Linked DNA regions of Gossypium hirsutum: region 1 is linked to region 2. A link is a contact called in public Hi-C data. All regions are on one chromosome and are shown on one strand. The core of a region is the stretch at or near the end of the contact, and the rest is flanking DNA. Distances in the headings are between cores, read along the strand shown. Region 1 holds the start of LOC107912667 (gamma aminobutyrate transaminase 3, chloroplastic). Region 2 holds the start of LOC107912657 (60S ribosomal protein L37-3).

What was found. Hi-C and Micro-C count contacts between places; a contact is called where the count stands out from the background.
Region 1: a contact with region 2 is called in a Hi-C map of leaf, with 2.1 times the contacts expected there. The contact joins the promoter of LOC107912667 here to the promoter of LOC107912657 in region 2. A contact is called at or near these places in 2 of 34 Hi-C or Micro-C datasets (both in leaf).

The regions. Positions count from the first base shown.
Region 1 is chrD11:17,398,319-17,402,267 of Gossypium_hirsutum_v2.1, reverse strand. It overlaps LOC107912667 (gamma aminobutyrate transaminase 3, chloroplastic), which reads right to left and starts at 1,676. Exons shown (of 19, transcript XM_016840959.1): 1 at 1,518-1,676; 2 at 393-529; 3 at 46-130. The coding sequence starts at 1,559.
Region 2 is chrD11:17,223,517-17,227,290 of Gossypium_hirsutum_v2.1, reverse strand. It overlaps LOC107912657 (60S ribosomal protein L37-3), which reads right to left and starts at 2,358. Exons shown (of 9, transcript XM_016840941.2): 1 at 2,140-2,358; 2 at 1,837-1,972; 3 at 1,249-1,350; 4 at 1,076-1,123; 5 at 550-667; 6 at 307-441; 7 at 114-180; 8 at 1-39. The coding sequence starts at 2,343. The coding sequence ends at 1,077.

The DNA.
Region 1 (3,949 bases), core at 427-2,926, 180 kb before region 2:
GCAACAATTTTAAATAAGTAAAAGAAAAACAACTTAGACTCATACCTCAGACTTTTCAATAACCAGGGGATGTAAGTCAGTGGTCTGCCACCCAGCTGTGAATGGAGCCAGCATATCATGCCCCTTAAACCTGAGATGAAGGACTTACATTTTTATACACCCCACATGCATCAATATAACAAGCATCTTCAAATATAAACCATAAGACATTAACATATATCTTAAAAAATATTCATCAAGTTATGTCTTCAGATATTGTTTTCTACAAGCACAAAATAAGGTACCCATGATAAGAGCAAATGCATGAACAAGTGAGGGACAAACCTATATGAGGTGGGACAGACATGAACAAAGGTTTAAATACCAAGTTACTGATACATAAATTCACATACCCATTGCCATCCTTTAAATCTGAATCATCTCTCTGCAAAGATGGCTCAGTACTATATAATCTTGCCAGTAATGCACCCTTAAGTGGGTGGTCCATAGAACTTCTGTACGCAGCAGCATTTTTTATATATGAACCAAGCTGTAAATAAGAGAGAAATAAAATCAATATGATGTTTGAGAAATGAATACAAAAACCAAAAGGAAGAAGAAAAATCAAGTGGATGTTGCTCCTCTAGCTTTTGCATGTGTTTATATGTTAAATGACCCAAATCAGGCCTAACCCCTCACTCTGTGAATAGTTCCTGTCCAAAAATGATATCCCAAGTTCAAATCCCCCAATTCCTACTTTTATCTTCTTTTCAGTATAAAGGATAAGTAACTAAATGGAAAGTTCAGATATCATCCAATTCTTCTTAAATTCTATTTCTATTACAACTTGTTTTCTTATTCAATGCTGTATTGTGATCATTCAAAGGAAAAGGTTTCACATTAATAGATTCACAAAAAATACATGAAGGTAATAACTGATCCAGAAATACGGGATTAGTGTACAAAATGGCTATGTTAACCATAAATAATACTTATGCAGATCAGTGGTTTCTCATAAGCCAAACAGAACCTAAAATTATAGTCAATGAAGGTAGTAGATTCAGTAGCAATTCTCAACATTGAATATTCCATTCCTGAATAAATCTGATCATATAACCTTTCAACATATATCGCTAACAGATAATTAAAAGTTGATCCAAAACAACAAACAAGAAAATTATTGTAATATTAAATTCCCAGAAAGTATTAAAAGATGATATTCAGTATCTCTCTACAGCATCATGTGATTCATAGAATCTGGAAACCGTATAAAAGTCAGACAAATAATGACAACGACATAAAGTAAGGAAAAAAATAAATTAATAAAAGCTTCTTCTTTCTAACTCAGCCAAAAAGTTGGGAGTTTATAAGTTTTTTGACAAAAATCAGAAGAAATGAAAAAAAATGGGTTCTCTTGTCATGAAACCGAACATGTAAGAGAAAAACATGAAGTCTGGGTTTTTTTCTCTGAAGAAAAGGGTCGATCAACCGGTAGAAAAAGAAAAAAAGATGTAGGAGATCATTGAAGAATTTAGAACCTGGGTTTTGAGAGTTGATCGAAGGAGGCTGTTGGGCACCATTTTTTTTTTTCTCTTTATTATCCAATGTTAGGACAAAAACATGCAGAGAAGCAAAAGGCCAAAAGGATAAGAGTGCTCTGAGAAAGAAATGAAACACTTCAGCACTAATCAAGGTTTGATATTTCTTATATGAATCCATAAATAAACGAGGACAAATGACAAGTAGGCCACCACCATGAGCAGCCTGTCAAATTAACATGAAGATTCTTTTTTATTTATTTTGTCAATCAAATAGTTTTCAAATATCTTCCAATTCCTTATTTGGTTTTTTTTAATTATTTAAATTATTCTATCACATTTTTTTTCTAAATTATACGTGTATAAAAATTAAAATATATAATTGATGAGAAGTATATTATAAAAATTAAAATGATTTTCTCCTTTAAATTAAAATGATTTTGATAAAAATATTTAAATAATTTCTTACTTTAGAAGAACAACATAAAAAAGTAAGTGTTAGGTTACATGATTAAGCAATTTGAATTTTGCCATAAAAATATTTTTTTATATAATTTTTTAAAGAAAAAAATAAATACTGAATATTCAAATTGCTTAATTTTGGTAACCTTAATCTTTTATTTTCTATTATGCTGTTAAATTTATTTTTTTTTCTTTCAAAAAATTGAGTCTAACTTAAGAGGTTATCTAAATTTTAAATATAAGATTTAAATTTATTCATTTTAATGTAAAAGTTAAAAATAATTTAATTCTTGTCATTCTTATTGTAAAAATTCTCGTTACTACTTACATAAATATTCTTATTATGTAATAATTAGACAACATAAAATATAAAATCTGATTCTTCCCCACTTAATCGTAACATCACATCAAGATAACTTGCAAAAATAAAAATAAAATTGTTACAATGTTTAAAATTGTTCATAGTCTTTTTCAACTCTTAAATAGGAAGATAATGCGTTTCAGCGTACTCAAATTAACGCTTATCTACACTAATAATTACGTCGATACCATTTAAGCTAAGACTCAACCGACTTCCAATTTTATTGTTGAATGAGTTATTAAATTATTATGTTTTATATTAACAATATTAATAATATAGAGAATGTGTTATCTTCACAAAAATTTATTATTATATTTTAAGCGGAAAAAAAGGGACGATAGGGAGCCTCATCATTGGAAAGTGCATCCTTGACGTGTTCTTCATTTGCAAATAATCCTCTCCTTTTTTCGTTTTGAAAAGTAAACATATCTTAAACGTGTAGAAATGCTATTTGATAACGTGGCTTTAACAAGTATGGTTTAAACTTTAAAGGGTTCCTAAGAAGATTTACGTAGGATTTAATATATTAGGGTAATTTTTATAAATTTTTATTTTATTATCAGGTAATTTTTTATTATGGATCATAGTCATTTGGTAGCATTACAATAAATACAGACGATAGGAAATAACTGAAATCATAAAATTAATATAACTTCACATTATGATTTAAATCAGATGCATAAATATTTAATGATTATTGATATAATCACAGATCAAATTTGTTATAATTTTGAGATTTACAATTACATAGATTGTTAAATATTAAGGATGAGAGTAAAATTTATGTTGAGCAAATACTTTTTGTACTTCTAGTTACAGTGGGAGCAATCATGTCCATCAAAAACTTCAATAACTCCTTCAACAATCATCACCAAAGACTAAGGGGAGCTTTATATGGTATCATATGGTTGCAAGCTTTGACTGGAGCTCTACGTTCATGCAGGTAAACCTTCGTATATGATTTGCCCTTATAATTTACCCTTAACGCTTTGTTTAAATAACTCAAATAATTTTGAATTAATATACATTTATCTCTCATTTTCTCTCCTTTTATCATTCCATTCTGGAAGGATTAATTTTGTATGTATTAGAGTGAAAAACGATATCCCTCCTATCTTTTTTTCCTCTCACTTTTCATCCCAACTAAGCATACTCAAAATTTATTTCTTTCCACTTTTCCACTCTCTCCTCTCATCTCTTCACTTTCCCACTCAACCAAGCACACCCTACATGAACAACATGATATTGCATTTTGGCATATAAAGTGTAAAATTGAAGCATATATAACGCATTATGTTTAGGGGATCCAAGGGAGGAAGTGCATGGTTTATTGCACATTGGTTACTAGGAACTGCGGTGTGTATTTTAAGTGTAATCAACATTTACACAGGATCAGGAGCATTGCATGAAAAGACATCAGAAAGCACAAGGCTTTGGACCATAATTTTGATTGCTGAGAATTGTTTGATTGTTTTCATTTATTTATTTTAAGAAAAATGGTCGTATTTATAGTCACAAAAGCAATCATTGTTTGTGCACTGTGAATCTATAAGATCCTATCCTTTAAAAATAAGAGAATATGATCATGAAATCAACTACAAAGGTTTTG
Region 2 (3,774 bases), core at 1,109-3,608:
TTCGAAGTATTTTAGCAGGTGTATCATGTGAATGATCATCTGCATGGAACAGGCAACATGAGTGAAATTTTACAAAGAGCATTATGCATACATCTAACAGATAAATAAATTACCATCTAGAAACTTTTCCTCTTTATCCTGAGATGTTTCTTGTTTCAAGTCTGTAGCCTTTTGGTTTGACTTTGAACATGTGAGGATCCAGCAAATATCAGTCAATCAGAAACTAAAATAAAAAAAATAGTTCCAACAAAAGGATTGAGAAAAATGGGAAAGTGCCAATACAAGCGACTGGTTTATTATTCAAACCTTTGAAATAGCATTATCCTGAACCGAAGTCTCTACCCCAACAACTTTCCATGACGCAGACAAATTGCCTTTTCTAAAGGAATCAAGATTTAGTGGCCCCAAATCAGTCGTGCTTGTAGTTACAACATCAACAACCTAAAATTGATCAAGTGTGGCATCATATAATTGACAGTTAAAATCCAACACTTGTTAGAGCAAGAAACATGATTAGCTTGTACAGAATATTCTACAAGATGCATTTACCTCCTTAGTGAAAAGGTTTTTGATAGATTGCAGAGCCAACCTTTCTCTCCAATCAACATTTTGCAAAAAGCAACCATTTGAAAGTCATAGAGAACGAAGAAGCCATCAAGCCTGTAACCTAAGACAACCAATGTAAACGGAAAAGCTTTAGAATAGGCAACTTGTTTGCTAAAATCACTTTGAATAGGCAACATGTTTCAACCTTAAAATTATGGCACGATATTCAGCAGCATTATTGGTTGCTATGCCCAAACCCTCGCGCAATTTGCAGATCTATTCAAATAGCATATTATGGAAAGATTTACATGTGGAAAAGGTCTAATTTCTAAATGGTTAATTGCATACCACATTTCCAGCATCAGTTTTCAATACAAAGCATTCATCCTTGTTCAAAATTTAATGCAACTCCATAATCATAAACTAAAAACAACTAAAGCATTCAATGTAATGACACCCCTCGAGAGTAATGTTCTCGTAAAAGTTTTCCTAAAAAGAGAAGGCTTCATCCAAAACAACCTTGTAATACCTCAAGCAGAAGCTGCTACAACCTTCTTCCTCGGTGCTGCTTCAGTACCTAGATCATGATCCAACACCGGAATTGAAAATAGAAACAAACTCCAAAGATATGCTTTGAACAAAACATAATGAAAAGAAGCTTAATTATAAACCCGTCAGCAAAAAGAATTAGCAACTCATTACCTTCTCTAAAACCAGTCTTGAACCTGCGAGGGACATGGCGCAAATACCTCATTTTACCGGTTCCAGTGGTCTTTCTTCTGATTGCCTTCACACTCCAGTTATCTGAATCCCACAATAAAGCAATTCCCCTTAGATTTAAGGACTAACACCAAATTACAATCCAATCGTATCATATAAACACATCAAAACGCATGTTCATTCAAAGTACTTGAAGTATTACTACTGGTATAAGCACATTTCATGTAACATTACAACTAACAAATCTATGGTTCAGGAAGAAAACACATTGATTCGAACTACAAGTCCATAGTTTTATATAGAAACATCTTAAAATTTTAATCACACCATTTTTCCCACCATATTCAGGAAATTGAATTCTTATCTGAATAAACGCATTCAAAGTGAAACCCAAATAGATATTCGTGTCAAAGATATTAGCTTTGATATATAAGCACATAAAGAAAGAAACCCCACTAGTCAATCCGAGAAATCTAGTTGCAAATTAGACTTAGGAACAAAGTTAACAACAAAAACGAAAAACACAATAAATGATCTTGATAACAAAGAAAAAGCGGACGAGGCACTTACATGTCCTCTTACGAGCAGCAGGGAAAGCACAGGCAGAGCAACGGCTCTTCTGGAGATGGAAGCTACGGCGGCCACACCTAACGCAGAGAGTGTGGGTCTTGTTCCTTCTTTTACCAAAACTCCCTGTTCCCTTTCCCTGCACATTACCACTTTTTTTAATTTCATTTTCAAATATACAAGTAGATCAAGGGGTGGAAAAAGAGAAATAAACAGAGATAATCCATGAAGAAATAAAATGAAGAAAGTAAAAGAAATGAACGATCAAAACCGATGGCAGAACCGATGAAAGGGAAAAGATATTACCTGGAAGGGAAATGTGGGAGACTCGGAAGCTTGATGAAGGCAAAAAATAGAAAAGAAAAGATGAAAAGCAAGCAGAATCCCTAATCTGCGCTGAGGGGGCGTAATAGCTATTACGCGCAATAAGGGTAATAGGCCAGTAACCGATTCGGGCTGTAATGTGATTATAGCGAACCAAACACCCGTTTGGTTGTGGGCCCGCTGCATAGTGGGGAATGCATGCCTATTCCCCCAACCAAACGTCCCCTAAGGGATTTCAGTGTTTAGGGATAAAATAAGGGTTTAGGGTTATAGTTTAGGGGAAAAAGAAAAGAGCAAAGTAGTATGATTTTCTCACAAAAGTCGCTAATATTTGACTTTTTTTAATTTTTATATTAAATTATTATATCATTTGAAATTTTTATATAATTTTTTTATGTAAGAAAATAAAAATAAAAACTAAAAAAATTTAAAATATGAAAAAAAATACTAAAAAGCTTTTAAATTTTTTTTTCTCTTTTGTAATTATATATTCTTTCAATATTTTAGGAAATTTAAATTACTTTTTCAATTTACTAATTAATTTTGTTTCTCTAGAGATGTATGGGTTAGCAATTTTTTTAATTTTAATATATATAAAGTTTATCTATTATCTCTTAAATAATTTAAATTATAATGATAATTTTAATATATTAAAATTAATATTATCTCTTTTAAAATTATATAAGAAATTAATTAATATATAAATTAAAAAACAAGTCATATACCTAAAAATTTTTAAAAAATTATTTTAAATAAGTATTTTAATTTTTTTCATTTTTAACATATATTTTTCTATGTTTTTACTTTCAAATTTTTTCTACGTGTCATTAAATTTTTTTTGAAGATTTTAAATATTAAATTAAAAATAAATTGTATTTTAATTAATATCAAGAAACTAGTTAAATAATAAATAGAAGAGGATGAAAGAGTCCATGAGTTGTTGAAAAGAATACATAATGGCCACTTGGATGAAAGGTGAGAATACAGGGAGCAAAGTGGCGTCGTTTGTTTAAAATAAAATGATTTTTTCTTTGACTTTTTGCAGTGTTTTTCTCATAAACGCCGCTACTGCTTAACCTTTTGTGGCGTTTTTCTCATAAACGCCACTACTGCTTGACCTTTTTGCGGCGTTTTTCTCATAAACGCTGCTACTACTTTACCTATTACAGCGTTTTTCCGTTAGCGCCACTAATGTATAATATTTGAGGAGTTTTCCGTCCAAACGCCACTAAAAACGCCGCTAAAACCTTAATTTCCTGTAGCGAATTATTCATTTATTTGATTGAACGTAATACTCATTAATAGAATGTTCATTACTTCTCTATTTCTTGACTTCCCGTAATAGTTATTCTTTGGTATCCAACCTTAAATAACAAAACAAAATTGGTTTCCAGATTAGTCTTTTAAAATTTGGATTCAGAAAATATAAAAATAAAATATTTGAATATAATTTAATATTAAATTAACTCAATATAAAATATTTTATTTCAAAATATAATTTAAAATAAAATATTTTAATATAAAAATAATTATATTAAGAATGTTATTAAAAGAATGCAATTTATCTAACCCTAAACTATTTTTAGCAAAAAATTATAACAAATATTAACACTGAAG